Linked DNA regions of Mus musculus: regions 2, 3 and 4 are each linked to region 1. A link is a contact called in public ChIA-PET, HiChIP or PLAC-seq and promoter capture Hi-C data. All regions are on one chromosome and are shown on one strand. Each heading gives the region's core, a stretch centred on a gene start, on an enhancer-like site or on the middle of the called end of the contact. The rest is flanking DNA. Distances are from core to core; before and after follow the strand shown.

The links. Promoter capture Hi-C pulls out the DNA fragments that hold promoters and counts their contacts. ChIA-PET counts read pairs in DNA pulled down with a chosen protein or histone mark. HiChIP or PLAC-seq counts read pairs in DNA pulled down with a chosen protein or histone mark.
Region 2: a contact with region 1 is called in an RNA polymerase II ChIA-PET map of memory CD8 T cells, with 6 read pairs. The contact joins the promoter of Tmco4 here to the promoter of Ddost in region 1. A contact is called at or near these places in 2 of 39 promoter capture datasets (hippocampal neurons and liver) and 3 of 115 datasets of contacts at active chromatin or transcription factors (bone marrow-derived dendritic cells, bone marrow-derived macrophages and memory CD8 T cells).
Region 3: an HNF4G HiChIP or PLAC-seq map of pancreatic cancer cells shows a contact between it and region 1. The contact joins the promoter of Rap1gapos here to the promoter of Ddost in region 1. A contact is called at or near these places in 4 of 39 promoter capture datasets (frontonasal cranial neural crest, liver and pre-B cells), 4 of 115 datasets of contacts at active chromatin or transcription factors (embryonic stem cells, large pre-B cells, pancreatic cancer cells and 1 more) and 1 of 9 other capture datasets (embryonic stem cells).
Region 4: a promoter capture Hi-C map of embryonic stem cells shows a contact between it and region 1, with 2.8 times the contacts expected there. The contact joins the enhancer-like site here to the promoter of Ddost in region 1. A contact is called at or near these places in 1 of 39 promoter capture datasets (embryonic stem cells), 1 of 15 datasets of contacts at CTCF or cohesin (embryonic stem cells), 2 of 484 Hi-C or Micro-C datasets (cerebral cortex and cortical neurons) and 2 of 115 datasets of contacts at active chromatin or transcription factors (astrocytes and bone marrow-derived macrophages).

The regions. Positions count from the first base shown.
Region 1 is chr4:138,303,425-138,306,026 of GRCm38.p6, reverse strand. It overlaps Ddost (dolichyl-di-phosphooligosaccharide-protein glycotransferase), which reads right to left and starts at 1,289. Exons shown (of 11, transcript NM_007838.3): 1 at 989-1,289; 2 at 762-872. The coding sequence starts at 1,148.
Region 2 is chr4:138,971,615-138,974,216 of GRCm38.p6, reverse strand. It overlaps Tmco4 (transmembrane and coiled-coil domains 4), which reads right to left and starts at 1,312. Exons shown (of 17, transcript NM_029857.3): 1 at 930-1,312.
Region 3 is chr4:137,705,319-137,707,920 of GRCm38.p6, reverse strand. It overlaps Rap1gapos (RAP1 GTPase activating protein, opposite strand), which reads left to right and starts at 1,315. Exons shown (of 2, transcript NR_138594.1): 1 at 1,315-1,399. Rap1gap (Rap1 GTPase-activating protein) reads right to left here and starts at 454. Exons shown (of 24, transcript NM_001379234.1): 1 at 261-454. The coding sequence starts at 335.
Region 4 is chr4:138,888,572-138,891,173 of GRCm38.p6, reverse strand. It overlaps Otud3 (OTU domain containing 3), which reads left to right. Exons shown (of 8, transcript NM_028453.2): 8 at 1-111. Among named protein-coding and RNA genes, the nearest start is that of Pla2g2e, 12 kb to the right of the region's middle. Within about 2 kb of position 1,298, at least 13 of the 459 cell types and tissues checked have an H3K27ac peak or open chromatin away from gene starts, as enhancers often do. A contact at or near this core is called in cerebral cortex and embryonic stem cells, where this site is marked.

The DNA.
Region 1 (2,602 bases), core at 40-2,539:
TTGTAAGACAGAAATAGTTAAGTGTAAGTTACAGATCTTCACTCCATTCAGTAGTCTCTGAGGGCTGGTGAGATGGCTTAGCAGGCAGCCACAGGTCGGTCACTGGGTTCAAGTCTCCAGTAAGGGCTGGGAATGACAAGCGGTGCCTATTACCCAAGCATCAGGAGGCAGAGACTGATCTGAGAGCTCACTGTCCAGCCTGCTTAGTCAAAATGGCAAGCTTCAGGTTCAGTGAGAGACCCTGGCTTAAGGGAGTGAGGAGTGTGACAGAGTAGGTGACCCGATTCTACACGTCCACAGAAGTGTGCACAACCTCACATACATGCATATTTCCCACCACCCCCAATACCAACTAGCCTTGTGTTGGTCAGCCAAAACACATCCATCAGGCCTTAAGGGTTGATGGGTATGTATCTATTTGTATTCTTATGACCTGCAGAATGACTTTTTACAGCAATCCATGTTAATAATGTGACAAATCTTTGTACACAAGCAAGTCAAATCAAGAGTTTCTTTATCAGGACCCTTGTTAGAGAAAACCCCCTTCTCCAGAAGCGAAATGTCTACGGGTGACATTTGGCACTCTATCCTTAGCTGTATCTTTTTGACGGATGAAATCTCCGAGGCCCAAGCTGCAATTAACATTTTCCTCTACTATACTTCGAAACTCACCCCAAGACCCAGAACATGCCCAGGAACAAGAAGACAGCCGTCTCCTGAGCCCCCCCAATCCCATTTCGAGGGGCGACGCGCGCCCTTACCTTCCACCGACGGGGAAAAGATGATAAGGTTGTCATAGAGGAACTCCCCGTACTTAATGAGGGACAAGCTGGGGTCATCTGCGGTCTTGAAGGTGAGCTCAAAGCCCCGGTCTGGAGGAAAGAAACCCGGAACCCGGTCAGGAGAGGAATCCCTGCTGCAGCCCTCGGAGGGGGCTGCCGTCTCCGCCCCAACCCGGGCCATTCCCTCGGCTCTGCTCGGCGCTCACCCTTCAGGCTGCGGAAGAACAGCGAGTGCGTGTCCCGCACGTTCAGGTTGTCCAGCAGCACGAGGGTGCGGGGGCCGCTGGCGCAGACGCAGCCGAGCACGGCCAGCAGCAGCCCGCAGAGGGGCCAGGCGCGGACGGCGAGGCGGGGATCCATCTTCATCTCCCAGCAGCCCAGGCCAGCACCTGGGCACCGGAAGCGTCCCTCGCGGCCGCCCAATGGCCGCTCGCAGCGGCGGAGTACCACTTGGAAGCGGTCCGGGTACTCCGTGGCCCCGCGGCCCACGCCGCTGCGGGGACGGACCAAGAAGCAGGGAACGCCACCGGAAGTGGCCCTCCGGAGGCCGAGTCTCTGTACCTTATTGGCGAAACGCACTTGAGGCTCCGCCTCCCCCATGGAAAAGGGCCAATCCAAGAGAGACAGCTCCGTAGCTGCTGCCAATCAACAAAGCCGGGCGCCCTTTGCCTCCGCCCAGGCTAGCTCCCGCCACATCTCTCAAACTCTCCTCTAGCGTCTCCAGATTTTCCGTTTCCTAGGCAGCCGCCCCTTTTCCCCCAGGACGCAGTTGTCATTACCAGGACCAGATAGGGGTGAATTCCTCGCCTGTCGCTAGTCTAACGGGCTCGGAAGCAGGCCCTTATCTCTTGAGAGCAATGAGGTGGGGAAATAGGCTCTGGCCAGGCCCGAAACAGGGTGGATGGCCAAGGAGAAGGTTAGTGATCAAAAGGCTCTTCACAACCAGGATTGGTGGCTCGTGCTTTTAATTTCAGCACTCGAGTGGGAGGCAGAGGCAGATCTTTGTGACTTCGAGGCCAGCCTGGTCCACATAGTGAGTCCAGGCCTGCTGGGGTCACATATTGAGAGCTGGTATAATGCGGCGGGAGGGAGCAACTTGGCTGGCCGGCCAAGGTGATCCCCTGAACAATCAAGCCACGCGACAGACCTAGTGTAAAGACGATTTATCGTCGGTGGAAGGGAAGGGGACTTGGGACGGGGTAGAGACCGAAAAGGGGAACAGAGAATGGTAGAGAAGAGGCCAGCTGAGAACATCTGGGGGGAGAGAGGAGAGAATAGGAGATAGGGAGAGAGGCAGGTTAGCCGAGAGGAGTCCTTACACGCCTGGCTCGCACCTGGCTGGCGGCTACCCAAGCTGCTGCGTGGTGCCTAGCGGAATTGTCTATAAGCCAACATGGGGTGCCAGCAAGATGGTTCAGCTGATAAAGGTGCTTGTTTGCCACCAAGACTGACGTCGTGAGTTCAATCCCTGGGCCCCAGACGGTGGAAGGAGAGAACGGCCTTCTGCAAGTTGTCTTCTGACACACACACACACACACCAACCCAAGATTCAGGACAGAAATAAAACGTAGAGGTCTAGGGATGTGTACTTCAGTGGGTAAGATGCATGCATTATCTAGATTGCAGGAAGGCCTGGGTTTGATGCCCAGTATCATAGAAAACTAGGCATGGCAGCTGGCAGCTGTAACCTCAGCACTCGAGATACAAACATCAGGATAATTAGTGCAAAGTTGTCCTCAGCTACATGCAAGTCCCAGGCCAGCTGGATGTGACCGTCTCCATATAATAATTATCGTTCCTAAACTTCTCTGAAGCCCAAC
Region 2 (2,602 bases), core at 63-2,562, 670 kb before region 1:
CATCTTTTAAGTCCAGGGGAGTGGGAAACTGAGGCTGGAAGCAGCATCTTCGGTGATGCCCAGAGGTTCAGGCGGTTTGGTAGGGTTCTAACTAGGAGGATGGGGCCCTGGGTTCCTTCCTGACTTCTCAAACATACTGGGTAATTGGGGATTTTGGTGGCCTTGTCTTTCTGCCTAGCTGATTCACCCTGAGGAGTCTTCACTACTGTGTCTTCAGAGCCTACACGATGACACATAGTAGGTGCTCAATAAATATACCCCGTGAGTGGCGTCCTGGGAAGCCCTACAGGGGTGTGTTCCCTCCTACTTGAAGGCAGCAGTGGCCTCAGGATCAAACCTGCAGATTTAGCCAGCCCCAGCTTCTACTCTGGGTCACCCCTGGCAAGGACAAGGACATCATGGAGGCCAGTTTTGAACCTAACACTGGGTCAAACTCTGAAGTCAGCTCACCCTAGTTAACCTCTTTGCTCTGACTGCCTGGTCCTGGCCAAAATCATCCCATTGTTCCCAGACTCAGTTTTCCCGGATGTAAAAACCTGTAATGTGAAATGTCCCCTACTCTGTAAAAACCCGCAGCGGGGCGAGAAGCCACGCCCCCGTCACAGCAGGAAGGGGCCGGGCCTTTCCGGGACTCTAGGGCTTCCCAGGCCTCGGGGAACTGAGTCTGGAGACACAGAGGGTGGGAGTGGGTGCCTGGAGCTCCCAGTACGCAGGGGGCGTCCAGTGACCCTGCGTGACCTTGAGCAAGGTCCTTTCTTCCCTTCAAACCCAGCGACCGGTGCCCTGGGCTGTGCTGGCAGGCGGGGGCCGCTGGCATGCTCGTTGGCATCAGTTTCCCCTCCAGCTACTCAGGAGTCCCGAGAGCACTTCCGGGTTCGGAAGCGCAGTGGAGGCGGCGTGGGGACGATCGGGGCTCCCCGCGGGCTTACCTGGAGGCGGCAGCGACGGATGGGACGACGGCAGAACTTCTGGCAGCCCCGCAGCTCCCGCCCTGGCGCTCCCCGCCTGTTCTCTCCCTGGCCCAGCCGCCCCACACCGGCCCGGGCCGGTCCCGCCTGCGCAGCCCTAGGGCCCGGGCCTTCCGGGCTGGGCCGGGCGCACCGCCACCTAAGCCACCAAAGCCATCGCCCGGGTGCTGGCCTTGGGACGGGACCCGCACTTCTGTGTCTCCCGCTCCCCAGGAAGCGAGAGCGCGGGGCACAGGAGGGGTCTGCAGAGAGTGCTCACCAGGGGCTGGGCTGGCATGAGGGGAGTTCGAGCAGACACTTGAAGGGGAAGCTTCCAAATTTTGCCGCCACACTTGAAAAGAGCCTGTCCCAGAAGGTGCCTCCCCCTCCTGTGCACACTGCTCGGTGAAATTTGCAACACCCACGCCTTCTGATCGTTCTTTCACTTTCTCTAATGCTCGCCAGTCGTTGCACCCGTGGCTCTTCCGTCCCACGGGCCTCCGTTTTGGGGTTCCATTCCTGTTAGACTAGCCACCCACTCAGCTCTAGTCTTTGAACAAGTATTTGCTGAGCACCTACTACGTGCCAGCAAGGTTATGGATTAGCACACCAGGCCTTCGGGCCCATATTTTAATCGTAGTATTTAACACTGAAGTTGATTGTTTTCCTGTTTGCCAATTTATAATCTGGGTATCCCACACTAGAACTTAAAGACCCCAAGAATGGAAGGGGGGGTTGTCTCCCATGCCTCATCCTCCGCTCTCCTCATTTGGGAGCCGGCTCTTGGTTGCCCAGGCAACCTGTGAAATTTCATCACACCTAATCTACAGGTGAGGAAGTAGGTGGCCATCCTGGTCAGGGCTGGAATCTGAGTCACCATGACCTCTGACGTCGTTGCTCTTTCCCCTGGAGAAGATAGGCTGGAGTTGGAAATGGAAAAAGTTCTCGAGCGGACAGATGAGACGTGCGGCATTCCAGCAGGGAGCCTTATGACTCAGGATCCGACTGGAACGCTAGAGGGCCTCCATCACCTGATCTCTCTATCGGCCAATCAGGACCTAGAAGAGCTAGGAGGTTATTGTAGGTCAAAAAAGGACAGTTGTGGAGGGTTGAAGGATTCTAGCTGAGATTCTGGGCATCACTAAGTTGGGGAAATAACCATACCAAGGTGGCACGCTCCCCCCGCCCCCCGCAAATATCATGGAATTTTAAAAGATCCTATTGTTGTCTATGAGGAATGGAGGATTGGAGTGACCAGAGGCCACCGATTAAGAAGCGGTCCTGAGCTGAAGTAGCCAGCCTCAGCCTGAGCAACTAACTACCTTAGCCTTTCAGATGTGAGACAGCTGCCGTTTTTTTTTTTTTTTTAATTTCAGCATAAGTTGATTTTAGTAAGTTCTTGATATTAAAAAAAAATAAATGTAACTCTGAAAGTTAAAAAAAAACGGTCATTCTCTAATGGAAAACAGAATCACAATGGATAAAGAAAATCAATATGGAAAATAGTTTTAGAAAAGAAGACATACTCAAAACAAAGTGATCGCTTAGGTGGGGTTTGGGGACAGTAAAGACGCAGGGAGAACACTGCGAGTGACTCCTCTGCTTTTAGTCCATAGCCACATATCAATATTGATTTTTTAAAAAAATCTTGTCCA
Region 3 (2,602 bases), core at 66-2,565, 600 kb after region 1:
GGAAAAGGCAGCAGGCAGTCCCAACAACAGTTAAACACACACCCAGTGTCACTGCAGCCCATGGCCACAGTGTCCCTACGTCTGACCCAGGGGCAGCTTTGGAAAACACTAGGGTGCTCCGTGTAGTTCGGGTGTCAGTCCAAAAACATACACACCCACCGTGACGGGGTTCAGGCACAGACTGCCAGACTCTGGGTAGTAAGGCTGACTGATGGCCCTGGGTCCCCAGTCGGCCAGGCCGCCCCTGCCAGGGTCCTCACCTGCCAGCCGGCCCCCGCCGGCAACGAGCCCCTCCGCGGACGGCCATGGGGCGCTGGGGGCCGCGGCTGCGCCATCCCGAGCCCCAGCCCCGGCGGCGCTGTAAGCCGGCCCGGCCCGGGGCCCCGTAGCCCGAGCTCTGCGCTCCTGTCCCGCCCGCCGCCGCTCTGCCTTCTCTGGGCTCACCCTGCTGCCGGGCCCGAGGGGGCGGGGCGCCAGGTGCGGGAGGCGCGGAGGAGGGGCGGGGCGGAAGGCCACCACGCCCACTCGCGGGGCGGCCGGGCAAGGGGCCCAGGACACTGCGCCTGCGCGCGGGAAGCCTCAGGCACTTCTGTGAGCAGCTGTGTCTTCCCAGACTGGAGACCCTGCCTCTGGGCTTCAAGGACAAGGTTCTTGGGACAGCTGTGCCCAGGGAATGCAGGAGTACTGGAGATGGTGCTTAAGCACTTTCTTTGCTGGACCCTTTGCGTGTCTCACCAGATCGCCATAACCAAGGAGGTACAAATGTCTTCACTAGAAAATCATATTCCAAGAGGTGCAATAGCTTTTTTTGCTAGAAAACCCCGGGATCCCTGGAAGAGTCTGAAGCTGCAGAGTCTCTGGCACCTCCATTGGCTCAGTTTACCATCTGTAAATTACAAGGCTTCTGAAACGACACCCCCCACCCCCAACTTGACCCTGAAGTCCTTGTGTCTTAGGCTGGTGCAGCCAGTCTGCAGCAGGGACAGACCCCAAGACAGATGCTGGAGAAGTCTGGATGCTCTAGGGGCAGGACTGTCCTCCAGCTAGGGGCGGGGGGCAGATCTCCTACAGCTTCCCAGAAGTGCTGTCTACTACCCTCTGTCCCCAGGGCCAGGGAGCTCCTGAAAGGAAGGCAGGCAGCACTTTCCCTGCCCTCCCAGACCTGGCCCAGGGTCAGGTTTAGACCTAGAGAGCCAGCGGGAACACCAGAGATGTGCATTCCAGACACCGAGTAGCTTTGGCTTTAATAATTAACAACAGCAAATATTGATTTATGCAACCACTTCCAGGCCTGCACACTTCCGGGTACCCAACACAATGCAGCCAGAAGAGCATCTTTTCCTACCGTGGCCCTGGGGGAGGCCAAAGCTGCTCAAATCACCGGCGATATGTAGGCCAGGTAGAGTGGATGCCGCCTGCGTATGTGTCTAGGTCCTTATCTGTGTACATGTGTGTCTCCAAGGCTAGTCGTGGCTCTACGTGACATACTGCATTGCTGTAGCATAGAAGTACCCGTGGGTAGGAAGGGGTGGGTAGGGACGCCTGGGGGGGTATTTACTTTCTATCTCCTTTATGTGTTCATGAGCAAGTCTGAATACACTATAGATATATGTACTTGTGTCTGTCTGTCTGTCTGAATGTGGTCTGGCTCCCAGGTTAGGTATAGGTAGGCCAAGTATGCACATGTATGCAGATTTTACAGTCCCTGAGTACTGCAGAGGGTAGCTCGGTGTCTATTTAAATGTGGCTCCCCAAAGAAAAGAAAATACAACCCCTGCACAGCTCTGGGGACACAGTAATACTGATTATTTCCAAAGCACTTCCAAAGGCGCTGCCCAGTGACGAGCTGGCAAGGTCAATAGAGAAGACACTCTCAGCCATGCAATGGTGACACACACCTTTAGTCCCAGAACTCAGGAGACAGAGGCAGGTAGATCTTTGTGAGTCCAAGGCCAGCCTGGTCTACAGAGTGTGTTCCAGGACAGCCAGCATTACACAAGGAAACCCTGTCTTGAAAAACTAAAGAAGAAGAAGAAAGAGAAGGAGGAGGAGGAGGAGGCAGAGGAGGGGAGGAGCAACAGTAGCAGCAGCAGCTGTCTACTCTATGTTAGAGGTGGGACTTGCCCTTAGGTACAGGGAGGTTACATGCCCCTCAAACTGGTTCCAGTATCATTGTAAATATGTAACAGAATAGGGTATTGAGGAAAACTGGAGAGTATCCCAGGCAGGTTCCCTCAGCTCACCAATAGCCTGCTGGAAATCCAAATGAGTCACTCTGGGAGCTGGTTTCAGTTCACAGAATGGGTCCTAGTCTGGAGGAGGGGTGCACTGTGGGGCTGTGGCGGTCTGAAGCTCACTGTCTGCGCTGCGTTAGCATGATTGGAAAGTGGGAGCCAACTGGGTGGAGGCCAGGAGGCTGAAGGATAGCGGCTTCCTTGGTAACTGAAGGGCCCACCTTGGGCTCTCTGAGCCTCAGGCTCCGAGGATCTGCAACATTAGCCTTCCCTCCAGATGGAAGGGCCAAAACCCAGGCAGGACAAACAACAGTCCCATGGCCAGGGGGAAGCCTCACTCTCAAACCCAGCTGTTCAAGCAAGTGGCT
Region 4 (2,602 bases), core at 49-2,548, 590 kb before region 1:
TGTTTTTGTGTTTTTAATCCTCAACACTTGGTGCAATAGAAGCCGCAAAGACGTGCCACTTTATCTCTGGAACTGATTTTGTATACCAATAAATTCTAGTTTAAAAGCAAAGTTCAGGTCAGCTTGTTGACTGTTTTCTTCGCTTGGGTGAGAGGGGCTAAGAAAGCATGCTGGGAAATCCCTTCCCCCAGCTGGGCAGCCATTTTGGATCTAGCAGAGGTAGGATGGATACAGGGGAGTATGGCCGTCTCATGGCCGGGCAGATTGTTGTCAAGACCTACCCAGCACCTCATTACGTGTCTGACGATGTATATGTCAGCTGCCACCCTTGAGAATTACCTTCTTCAGGACACCACCAGCGTGCCTTCCTCTCGTAATGCCCCTTGGCCTTGAGCAGCAGAATTCATAGATTTCCCTGCTCTGACCCAGGTTTGCTTGGGCTGCTTGGAAAATGGATGCTCTTCGACTGCAGTGGTGCACTCTGACTACACTGATGCGCTCCAAGGACCTGTGGTTGCAGAGGATGGAAACTGGTCCAGCCGCTTCAGAGATTCTAGCTTTGCACTTTGAAACTGGCCAGACTCTGTGGCAGAGGGATCTGGGTATTACTTGTATCCAGTTTATTCACTCACCCAAACATCTGTTAACTACCGACTTTTGGGTCTCTGGAAACAGCTGGGACCCTGTTTGCTAAAGGCGTCCAGTGTAGGGATGAACGCAGACTCATAGCAATGAGCCCAGAGGACTCGTGGAGAGGCAGCACTGTGGGCTGTGCACTTGCCTTGCACCCACGCACGAGTCTCTTAAGTTCCATCCCTAGTACCATATAAATGTCACAGAGGTGCACGCATAGCAAGCCCAGGAGAGTCAGAAGTTCAAGGTCGTTCTTGGCTATATTGCAAATTTGAGGTCTGCCTGGGCTACAGTGAGACCCTGTCTCAAAAACAACAACCAAGGAGCCCAAACACAAATAGACCTAAAGAAAGGCGGAGCCGATGGCTCAGGAATTCAGAGAAACCAAGCGAAGCTTAGTGGTCTGTGCGTGAGAGGGGAGGTAGGCATGGAGCTAGGGAAGGACCAGTGTGAGCAAAGCCCCTCAGAGAAAAGCCTTGGCTTTAGGGTGGAGTATGCCTAGAATACTCAAGTTGGGAGGGAGGCTGGAAACACTTCATCACAGCTCCCCAGAGGAGCAATGCTGTTCTTCCCCCAGTGAGGTCTAGACGCAAAGCACACTTAGTCCAGCTGGGCTGGGTGTTGGGTGTGTGGACTTGGCTCTACTGCCTTGTGTTCTAAGGACACGGCACTAGCAGCCCTCCAGAAGAACTTCCGCAGCATCTCTGCTGACAGCTTCACTTGTTTACCTCTGGGGACATCAGCTTGCATTTAAGGCTAATGACTCAGATGGGGCGACTCTCAGATGGGCGTCCACTTAAGCTCTTGCTCCCATGGTGGGAAGCCAAGGGGGCTGGTCGAACGAACCAGTGTACTGTTTACCAACTGTGTATGGCACCCTTTCCACAGATAGTTCCAACGGAAGCAGGCATTTGGAAACTGCCTTTGCTAAGAGGCGCTGACTCCGAACGTGAGCTCACAGGCAGCAGAAAAGCTGGCGTCCTTGCCTTCATTTGTTGTCCGTCTCCTTTCTGCTGGCTCAGACTCTGACTGCCCTGGCCACTCAGGTTCTAAGGCGCATTAGTCTCTCTAAGCCCTTCAAGACGGAAAACACAAAAAGCCATTGTCTTAAACCTGCAGTCAGTCAGTCACCTTGGACTCCAGGAAGAGAAATCCTGCAGGATGAACAGCCCACAGCGGGGAGGGTGATTGTGTCTGCAGAGGCTGCAGCCTGGGGCTGATCATCCTGTAAAAAACTAGATTGGACCCTTGGCGAGGGCTGGAATGAACAGATCTAACAATTCAGGGCCAGACCCGAGGCAGTGATGGGCAGGAGCAGTTCATTAACCAGGATTACCTACACATGCCTCTTGCCCTCAGTTTCCTACTGTCTAAAGCTCTTATCCATACCCCCAGACCAACTTGGAATCATTAGACCGCCACTTCGTTTCTCCTCCTTGCCTGCTGTCCAAACCTCTTTTTGCTTTTTAAGACAGGTTCTCTTGTAACCCAGACTGGCTTCCAGCTCACTGTGTAGCCGAGGATGACCTTGAACTCTTGGCCCTCCTGCCTCCATCTTCTGAGCTTCAGAAATAACAGTCCTGTTGTACCATATCCAATTTATTCAATGCAGGAATTGAACCCAGGATTTCCTGTATGCTAGGCAAGCACTCTACCAATAGAGCTTCATTGCTTTCAGAATTCTCTCTCTTTATTAATTATTTTTTAAAGATTTATTCATTTATTTTATGTATTTGAGTACACCATTGCTCTCTTCAGACACACGAGAAGGGGGCATCGGATCCCATTACAGATGGTTGTGAGCCACCATGTGGTTGCTGGGAATTGAACTCAGGACCTCTGGAAGAGCAGTCAATGCTCTTAACCCCTGAGCCATCTCTCCAGCCCTCCTGTCTCTTTAATTAGGATACTGGACTGAGTGGCCGAGCCTAGCCTGTGGAGCTGCTAGAGCCAGAGCTTTTGCCCCAAA